Linked DNA regions of Mus musculus: all the other regions are linked to region 1. A link is a contact called in public Hi-C and HiChIP or PLAC-seq data. All regions are on one chromosome and are shown on one strand. Each heading gives the region's core, a stretch centred on a gene start, on an enhancer-like site or on the middle of the called end of the contact. The rest is flanking DNA. Distances are from core to core; before and after follow the strand shown.

Region 1 (3,205 bases), core at 51-2,550:
TTTTACCTGTCCTCTTGGTCAAGCCATCTAAAGAAAAGAATACACACTCTTGCCACTGCTGTACCCCCCGGGCATGAGGGTGGCCACTTCTGTGGGCTTGGATTATATCCTGTCCTCACGTTTCATATCCTAATCACAGAAAATCAGGGGAGGGGTTACCTTAGCAACACCCACTCAATAGATTTCAGGTTGATCTAAGGAACAGCTAGCTCTAGGAGAGCTGCAGCTAGAGCTTGCATAGAGCCTTCCCCTGTGTGGGCAGTCCCCCCAGCCAACCCTCCCACCGCCCTCATTAACTTGTATGTCAATGTCCTACCCCCGCACCCGCAATGCACCATGGACTTTAGTCTCTCATGGGAAGAGAATGAATAAGTTGGTGTAACATTCGTAATGTGGTCCCTGTGCTATAGCCAGAACTCTTGTTCAACAAACGTTTGAGCAAATGCTTGATTGGATTTGTGTGTGTCTGTCTGAAGCATGGTCTTACTTTATAGTGAAGGTTGATCTAGAACTCATCATGTACACCAGGTTGGGCCTGAGTTTGCAGCAGTCTGCCTGAGTGCTGCAATTATAGGTGTGAGCCCAGCTCTGGGATGGAGTCTTAAGGCTCCCGTGGTTTGTTTTCTGATATGGACATCTGAACAACAATGACATGGCTTCTTTCCCCACCAGCTTTTTGGAAAAACAGACTCAAGTCCAAATCCAGGCTCTGCTGCTACTTTGTTAGTTGACTGTGGGAAGGAGGCTGACGGTGGGTTCATCCTTCCACAGTAAAGAGCTGTTCTAATCTGCCTAACACTTCGAGAGGAAATGACCTTCTGGATGCTGCCCATGAAGCCTCTGCAAGTACATAGTCTTTCCCTCAGGTGCCATGCCCACCTTTGCTTGGCGAGTATGTTTCAGGTTTCTTTTCCTATGGGTTAAGCTAGAAAAAAAGGAAGAGGAGGAGGGCACACTGTGGATGGGGCAAGGCTAGTAATTGTTAGCAGATATCATTTTCTCCCATCCCATCAAAACCTTTTTTGGGAAGAGATTAAACTATGCTATAATTCATATAATTTTGTGAAAACTTGAATACATATGTTGATATAGAATTGACATAGGAGGACTCAGGGTTATGTGTGGTATAAGTAAGAACTAGGAAAGTAGTTTAATTTGGAGAGTGTAGGAAAAGCTTGCTGTGGAGCTACATGACAAGTGTGCAGGGACACGTGGCACATAGCTAATGCTGTAGTGTGCAAGGCCCTGGCAGGAGAGCCAATAACTGGGCTTCTCAGGAGTTAGAACCAGAGGCACACTTTTAATTCTGACATCCAGACTGGTGCCATAGTGACACCTTGTGGCCACAGGCTTCATGACATTGACATGCATGTATAACTACTTTTTAACTTTAAGGCATGGAAACACAAACGTTTTCTTAACCACAAGTTCACTGTTTCCCACCAGGAGATAAGAATCAAGAGAATCTGGTCACAGCTTGCTGGTGACACTCGTTCCAACAGAGGACTCTTAGTGACAGTTTTCAAGCAGTTGCAGCTCTCCGCTGAACACTTACCTGGCACCTGAGACTTGGGCAGGAGTTACTAAAGCTTGTTGGTTGTTTTAAAACTGCACCTGGGGCCCCCGAGTACCAGTCAACCCTGCCCCCTCATGAATTCTAAGAGCAGTAAGGAGGAAATAAAGAAAAACCTAACATGAGTCTTTGGAATTTCAAAATTAAATTTCTTTATACAACCATACCCTGGGGCTCCACAGTGATGGAAGCGGGCCAGCAATCACCGTCCTGCAGGATCCCATATGATGCTGAGCACTGGCTGTACTCGAAGCACTCGTGGGATCCTGGTGGACTCTGGATGGCTCATGCCAACAGGAACGAACGGCCCCAGCATCACAAAGCAAAGAACTAGAGGGCAGCTGACTTGAGAGGGGACCCAGAAAGGCTCCAATGTAGTGGATGGCAGTTGGTCTTTAGTACAACAGTTTGAGGCCTGTGAGGGCAAAGCTACCTACCTCTGGAGTCAGACAAGACAGGATTTGATTTATATGCCATAACCATCTGAGAATCTTCAAACCCTTCCTCCTTTGAAACCAGGGCTTCTATTGTGGTTGTGAGGAATGAATGAAGTTGTTGGAGAGTCAGAACATACGACGAACACAGACATGGTAGTGATGGTAGCTATTAGTTAGAGAGCGGGGGCAGTGCAGAGACAGGGAAGGCCACTGCCTCGGATGACCTTAGGAGCATGTGTACAGTGGACACGGGAATGCCTGGAGAGCACATGGAGCGCTGGGCTCATCCAGCAACCCCTGAGCTCCCACAGCCCGTGGTCTCAAACCGCAAATCGGCTGCCACCAACACACTGGTTTATTGTTGTTTTTGGTTTTAAACTGTTACACTTATTTTGCTGCTTAAAAAATATCTACTTAAAAAGTAGGAAATCTAGAAAACTATGAGAAACAAGGACCCTACAATGAACGGTCCAAAAGTTCAGTCTGTGCACTTTGCTGTACACTTCTTTCTAGTCTTCTCTAGTATTTTTTAAAAAATGGCACCAGGATTCATACTGTAAATAATTATAACCTAAAGGTTTCTTTCCATATTTTACCATTCATAAAACACTTCCTAATTCTTGGTTAGTACAAAGCTATGTCTGACACTTAGGAGGACTTGAAGGCTATGAGCTGAAGCCCCTCTTCTGCAGAAACATGATTTAGCAGATGACATATGACAAAGGAGTCGTAGATACAGGGTAAAAGCAGAGACAGAGGCAGTTCACACAAAGATGTCCGTCCCCAAGGGGCTCACCTTAGGCAAGGCCCCCACAACGCCAAACAGACTTGAGAGGATCTCCTGAGTGGATCTCTGAGAACAGCAGAGATTTCACGGCACTACAGCTCTGTAATCACGGCACTACATGTCTGTAGATCACGGCACTACATGTCTGTAGATCATGGCACTACAGCTCTGTAGATCATGGCACTACAGCTCTGTAATCACGGCACTACAGCTCTGTAGGTCACTACCAGCTCATTTCCTCTTTCTCAGTGTACATAATGGCAGGCATACCACGGTCACCACCACTGCTAAACCTTTACAATTATGGATCAAACTGAGTTTCTACAAAAGTTCTTTTCAAAATATCACAAATAAGCATAGGAAATTCAGAGAAAATTTCCACTTATGTTTTAGGTCACTAAAAAACTG
Region 2 (2,995 bases), core at 398-2,897, 140 kb before region 1:
CTAGGCAAGGCCAGGCAAAGAGCCACCATCTAAGCCCAGGACACATTTCAAGTGGAACACGGGTTGAAGGAGCACACTGAAGGCTCCTGAGTTAACTGCAGACCTCCTGTCACTCCATGAGGGCTTCAAAGGAAACTGGATCCATCTGGGAGCCCCCCGCCTCTTGTGGGAATACCCCAAGAAGTGGAGTGGAGTGGAGCCCATGCTGGTCTGTCTGTCTGCTGTGGTCTCAGCAGAGACACCTGTGAAGAGCGACTCATCACAGGGGAACACTGAGCACTTAGACTTGCTTTTTTTCCATGGAAAGTTTTCCATGGAAGAGGCTGCAGTGAGCTGGGGTAGGGGGTGGGGCTCTGCTCTTGAGCTCCCTCCAAAGCAGAAGAGTGGAAGCTGCCCAGAGGGGAGGGAGGCGTCAGGGAGGCAGGAAGCACACAGGAGGGATTTGGACAGACACCACCAAAGCCACTGCCCACACAGCTGCCACCGCCAACAAAACATCCTGCCATGACAGGCCAGGGTGTCTGGGGTGCAGAGAGCCTGGTACCCCCTTCTCTAGGTACTACCCTTTTCTTGGTTCTGAGGTTATCCACCATGTCAGGGGCCTATGCACAGTGAAGGTGAGTGAATTCTCTCAGGACAGCTCTGCTGCTCTACAGCCACAGGGCAGCTCAGCATCTTGCTGGGAGGAGTGGCTAGGGGTGTCTCTGTGCTATGTCACCTGGCATTCTGAATCAGTAAGGGACACAGTTCCCTCACAGCCACTAGAGCCATCCGCTACTCAGTTCCTGCAGCACAGGGTCACTAAGTTTGCTCTTGGCCTTAACAGGAGAGAGCATTCAAAGCCCATGTGAACCCAGGCTTCGATAGAGGAAGAGGTTGCTAGAGACTCTTCAACAATTAAGGGAGGGGAAGAATGCTCCACCCTTCTGGCCCAGAGTGAAGGGTGGAGTTTGTGTTTTCTCCTCCTCTTTCTGAGGCCCCCCTCGATTCGAGTCCTTAGATCCCTCTTCAGTACGGCTGTTGTACAAGGCTCTGATCACACCGCAGGCACTGGAGAGGCGGCCACAGTTTGAAGAGCAGCTGATGTGGAGAGAATGGGTCCACCACAGGCAGAACACCGGTGACATACCCTGTCCAGCTGTTACTGTGACACTGAAACAGGAGGAAAACCTTCTGCAGTGAGAGCTGCCCTCGGGGGTGTTCTGGTCTATCTTGCCCTTTGGCTTACTGTGATGTTACCGTTAGAGGCTCCTCTTCTCTGTGCCTCTAAGCTTGGATATGGAAGCTGTACGCGTGTGTTCTGTGATGTGTGCTGACCTGGACTGGGCAGCCCTTGTAGAGTTGATAAGACTCACACCTCTGTCCTAGGGTTTGCATGTTTGTTTAACAAAGGCCATCTGGTCTACCAGTCCTGGCGCAGCAGCAGAGTGACGCCCTCGCCTTTGTGAAGTTGTTGGGGTTTCTGCTTTTCTAATAGAAAGATTAAAATACTAACAGTTGTTCAGAGACACATATTTAAGGAACAGCGTGAGATGCGCGCATGCTACCAACTTTCAAGCCTTTAAAACCTAGGCGGTCTGCACAGACGGTAAGCTGGTGCCCTCGTGTCCACCAGCCATGCTCCGGAGTTTTTCATTTCTACACAGTTGATTTTAAAGAGCTGCTAACACCTGTGGGGACTTCCTGCACACACTTCTCCTTGGCGCTTCTTTTATTGTTTTGTCCTTAGCAGTTTTCTCAGTAGAAAAGTTAGTACCACCAGCTACCCAAGTCACCTAGTGTTAGGACTGTTAGACACAGCAGGTGGACAGAGGAGATGCTGGCAAGAGGGAGAAATCAAAGCATTTTCTTTTCCTGGTCTTTTATGGGGAGGCGGGAGAGGGCAAGAACTGCCCAGCTGGAAGGTAAACACCCAACCCTGTTTTCCAGAAGGCTCTGTAAACCCAGCTGAGGCTTTTACAGGCCCAGCCACCTGGAAATCTATGCACTGAAAAAAAGTGTTTTGCAAATAAGTAGGTTGACACAGCCCTTGCTCTGTTTCTATGGTGTTGGATGGATCGGAGTCTCTCCTGCATGCTAATCACCATCTCTACCACGGATGCTCCAGCCCCTTCACTGGATATTCTGACAGGCATCAAAACCAGAGGCCGATTACCACAGAGCTCTTTGACTTTAGTCTCCCACGCAAGTCAGAGAAAGAGAAAGGCTGCCAATCACCCAGAACCCCAGCCAGTGCTCACCGGACGGCACTGGGTACATGTCCCTGAGGCTCTCGCTCTCATGAACATGGGCGATGAGTGTCTATCCCTGGCACACAGGCAGCTCTCTTTAGAATTGCAAAGGGCAGCTATTTTACAGTGCTTCTTTGCCAAGCAGTTACACTGAGTGAAGAGACCTTTCCTTTACCTTGTATCTCTTTTTACACCCTGGAACTGGGCAGGCGAAAGGCTTCTCTTCCCCTCCATTCATGCACATGGAGCTGAGGATTGCTTCAGAGCTGATGGCGCTCTCTGTGGTCCAGGACTCATCACTGTCTGACTCCTCATAGTCCACCTCTTCCTCATCATACTCGCTGCCTGTGGAGCAGAAGAGATGTACAAAGACTGTCAAAAGCTGCCCCCTCCCAACAGGCCGGCTGAAGGCTTAGCAATAGTGGCAGCCATTGGTGCACAAGCAGAGGGCATGCTAGACCCAGATGGCCTGCTGTTACTCCTAGGGAGGAAAAGACCAGGTTAGAAGCTTGCCAGCAATCCACAGCTAGGAACTAGTGAAGCAAGGATTTCGTTCTGGGATAAGATTATAGTTAGGACTGCCCATGGCTGCAAAGCGACCAGGAAGGCTCCAGGGGTCCAAGCACAAATAGACAACAATGACAGAGCCCTCTTAATACACATACAAGCTAGACTGGACACGGTGATGGGGAAAACTCTGTCCCTTGGTTTCCTGCTCTCCTAGTCTAGAAAACACAAACTGCTTCAAGCAGATTTTTAGGAGG
Region 3 (2,806 bases), core at 171-2,670, 160 kb before region 1:
ATACTAGTTTTCTTTTTCTTTTTTTGAGAAAATCCCCTTTAGACATTGTTAATATTTATATGATTTTTTTCTAGTAGCAACATAAAAATGATAATTAAATTAGCTTATATGGTGTAAGATTATTATTATTATTTTGGTTTTGGGATAGGGTCTTTCTGCATACCATTGGCTGTCCTGGAACTCAGTATATAGACCAGGGTGTTCTCCTACTCCTAGAAATCCACCTGCTTGTTCCTCCCAGTGCTGAGATTGAAGGCATAGGTTACCGTGTTTGACTAAAAGATTATTTTTAAGAGATTTCCCCCCATTTAATTAATGAATAAAATTTCTTAGAACAGTTCTTTTGTGGGGTGGGAACTCCCTTTTGCATAACAGTTCTTAGATATTTTGTGCACTGAGATAAATTTCAAGGAAATGGTTTATCGTGCTCTTTGCAAGTACAGTGGTATCATGACCCGTTTCTCATTTAATATAGTTTGCTGCATTTAATTGCTATTAACCTTTGCAGAAACTGATCAGTGTTCAGACAGGCATGATTTTAGACCTAGTGTTCAACACTCATAATGGAGAAAAATGTATTTCTCCCTCCTGCCTTTTGGCCTCCCGTGTCCATTATTGGGAATAATTAGGAAAACTGTCAGAACTTTTGTAGTCTGTTTAAGGTCTCTAGTATTATCTTACTGCTTTTTCTACAATTTTCCTTTCCACCTTGCATATCTAATCTGATCACTCTTGGCATAGATGTTACATGTGACAAGCCTTTCCTTTCCACAGTCATCTGCTTCAGCTTAATTAGCAGCGTGTTCTTTCTGGTCTGTGTGCTTTGCCCTCCTGCAAACCCATGAGAAACAGTGTTAGCGTCTTGGGCTCATTTGCTGAGATGCTTAGATTGGCTAATGAGAGAGAAGGGTTCTTACTATGTGTGCCTGGAGTAGCTGTAGTTTATAAACAGAAAAATTTTCCGTACTTTTTATTTACATCATTTGCAAATGATGAGTTTTACTATGTAGTTTTAGTAAGAATAGGAAAGTAGTAGATTTTGCTGTGAGAGTGGTTCGTGGTCACAGTGCCCTAATGGGCACCTTGGAGTAAGAGTTGAGCTGTCCTACTCTTTTAGCCTATGCTGCAACCTCCAGCTGCCACTTCCTCTCTTGTACTAGAAACTGGTGGCTTTCAGATCCCTTCATAAGTCTCGTATACCTAATAATTGTAATGATATTACAGGGAGTAAGTGTTTCTCTAGCTCTTTGCCTGCTGAGCCTTATATACATGATAGGTCACTTATTTACCATGGTAGTGTTATAGAGGCGGATTGTCAGCTTTGCTAGTTGCTAGTGGAAGAAGCTGAGGAACAGGTTAACTAGTTAGGCCTAATCACACCACTGGTAAAGTAGACATAGGATCAGAACCTCTTCAGGTCATGTGTGAAAGCTGTGGTTTTAACTGTCTCTCAGCTGTGGCTACATCAGAGTTCTGTACTTCTCATAGCACCCTGAACATTTTCCTCACATACTAATATATTTAGTTACCTTTAGAAATAGCATGTCTGAATTAAGACTTTGTGTTTATTTTTAAATAACCATAGTCACCATCGGGATGTGTGTGATCATTGGCCACTGTACAGCTTTTTGAGCTTTGGAATCACATTTGACAAGCTAATTGCTTACTTCACGTTAGCTTTTCTATAGCACTTGCTTTGCATTTCGGCAGGGCCAGGGACTCAGCTTCTCAGAGTTAGGGTGGCCTGGAAGAGTTAGCACTGTCCAGAGCTGAAACGGACGGAGCAGGGGTTGAATTGGGTTTTCAGTGCTGCCTGACAAACACAGGATTAAAGTCCAATAGAACCCATATGAATTTCAGTGGTAAATTTCAGTTTTTAGAACCATGATCTTTACTTTACTACTCATTAAGTGTGGTTTGTATATAAGCAGTGGTACGGCCTCGAGAATTGCAGAAGTGGAGGCTTTCCTGCCTCCAGCTCCCTGAGAATCAGTGGATATGTGGCAGTCGTTGTTTCAGGTGCAGCGATCCTGAGTTTAAGACTAGATATTTCCCTCCCTCAGTACACAGCTCCTTCCTACTTTCATGCATTTTTTTTTCTTCATTCTTATTTCTATTAAGGTGTTTTATTGCAGCTTTCTGAAATTCTGAAATGAGTCTTTAATAATGACCCCCCCACCCCCACCTCACTGAAGATCATTTTGTTGGTTTACATTTTTCTGTCACAATCTTAGCATTTCTTGTAAGAAGTGTGGTTCTCAATGAGTCTTGTGACTCTAGAATTATTGAAAATCACACTTTGAAAGAATCAGGGCTGTTCCCTGTTTGTCCTAATGTACGTACGGCTTGTGGCTTCATTTTAAATTGGCCATCAGGTTAAAAGTACTTGTTCTAGTGTGTTTACAAAAAATGATATACAAAGTATTCAATTAATTTTTACTGAGTAGCCAGAAAAGTACAGTGGAAGATTCCTCTCTGGATCGTTGTTTCTCTTGATTAGACAGAAATAGATTTCTCTTCCTTTCTGGTTTTACTTTTGTTTTAGCCTCCTCTGCCGTTTAAAGGTTAGGTTACCTTAGCATGGTAGTGCTGGGCAGTAGCTATTGGAATACAGGTCCCCCTGGAAAGGATGAAGGGCGTGCTCAGCAGTCAGACTAGTGTAGTTATCACGGAGTCAGTGTGGAAACATTTTTTTGCCACTACAAAGGAAAGAAACTCTTGTTCTTTACCTTACCCCCTCCCTTCTATTCCTTTACCCCAGAAAATCTCCATCTGCTTCCTTTTGCACTGCCTATTCTCATCATTC

Evidence for each region. A called contact is a pair of places that touch in the nucleus more often than the background predicts. HiChIP or PLAC-seq counts read pairs in DNA pulled down with a chosen protein or histone mark.
Region 2: a contact with region 1 is called in a Hi-C map of double positive thymocytes, with 4 times the contacts expected there. The contact joins two enhancer-like sites. A contact is called at or near these places in 1 of 39 promoter capture datasets (macrophages), 44 of 484 Hi-C or Micro-C datasets (the 63-12 cell line, the Ba/F3 cell line, ECoMG-derived neutrophils and 29 more), 6 of 115 datasets of contacts at active chromatin or transcription factors (the SCID.adh cell line, double positive thymocytes, embryonic stem cells and 3 more) and 3 of 9 other capture datasets (adipose tissue, liver and macrophages).
Region 3: a contact with region 1 is called in an H3K4me3 HiChIP or PLAC-seq map of the SCID.adh cell line, with 2.3 times the contacts expected there. The contact joins two enhancer-like sites. A contact is called at or near these places in 1 of 39 promoter capture datasets (macrophages), 45 of 484 Hi-C or Micro-C datasets (B cells, the BV-2 cell line, CD4 T cells and 35 more), 7 of 115 datasets of contacts at active chromatin or transcription factors (the SCID.adh cell line, double positive thymocytes, embryonic stem cells and 3 more) and 4 of 9 other capture datasets (adipose tissue, liver, macrophages and 1 more).

Annotation. Positions count from the first base shown.
Region 1 is chr6:52,917,896-52,921,100 of GRCm38.p6, forward strand. The region is part of intron 1 of Jazf1 (JAZF zinc finger 1); the gene reads right to left. Among named protein-coding and RNA genes, the nearest start is that of Gm52903, 53 kb to the left of the region's middle. Within about 2 kb of position 1,301, at least 37 of the 459 cell types and tissues checked have an H3K27ac peak or open chromatin away from gene starts, as enhancers often do. A contact at or near this core is called in the SCID.adh cell line and double positive thymocytes, where this site is marked.
Region 2 is chr6:52,775,129-52,778,123 of GRCm38.p6, forward strand. It overlaps Jazf1 (JAZF zinc finger 1), which reads right to left. Exons shown (of 5, transcript NM_173406.3): 4 at 2,407-2,576. Among named protein-coding and RNA genes, the nearest start is that of Gm52904, 22 kb to the right of the region's middle. Within about 2 kb of position 1,648, at least 20 of the 459 cell types and tissues checked have an H3K27ac peak or open chromatin away from gene starts, as enhancers often do. A contact at or near this core is called in the SCID.adh cell line and double positive thymocytes, where this site is marked.
Region 3 is chr6:52,758,906-52,761,711 of GRCm38.p6, forward strand. The region is part of intron 16 of Tax1bp1 (Tax1 (human T cell leukemia virus type I) binding protein 1); the gene reads left to right. Among named protein-coding and RNA genes, the nearest start is that of Gm52904, 39 kb to the right of the region's middle. Within about 2 kb of position 1,421, at least 8 of the 459 cell types and tissues checked have an H3K27ac peak or open chromatin away from gene starts, as enhancers often do. A contact at or near this core is called in the SCID.adh cell line, where this site is marked.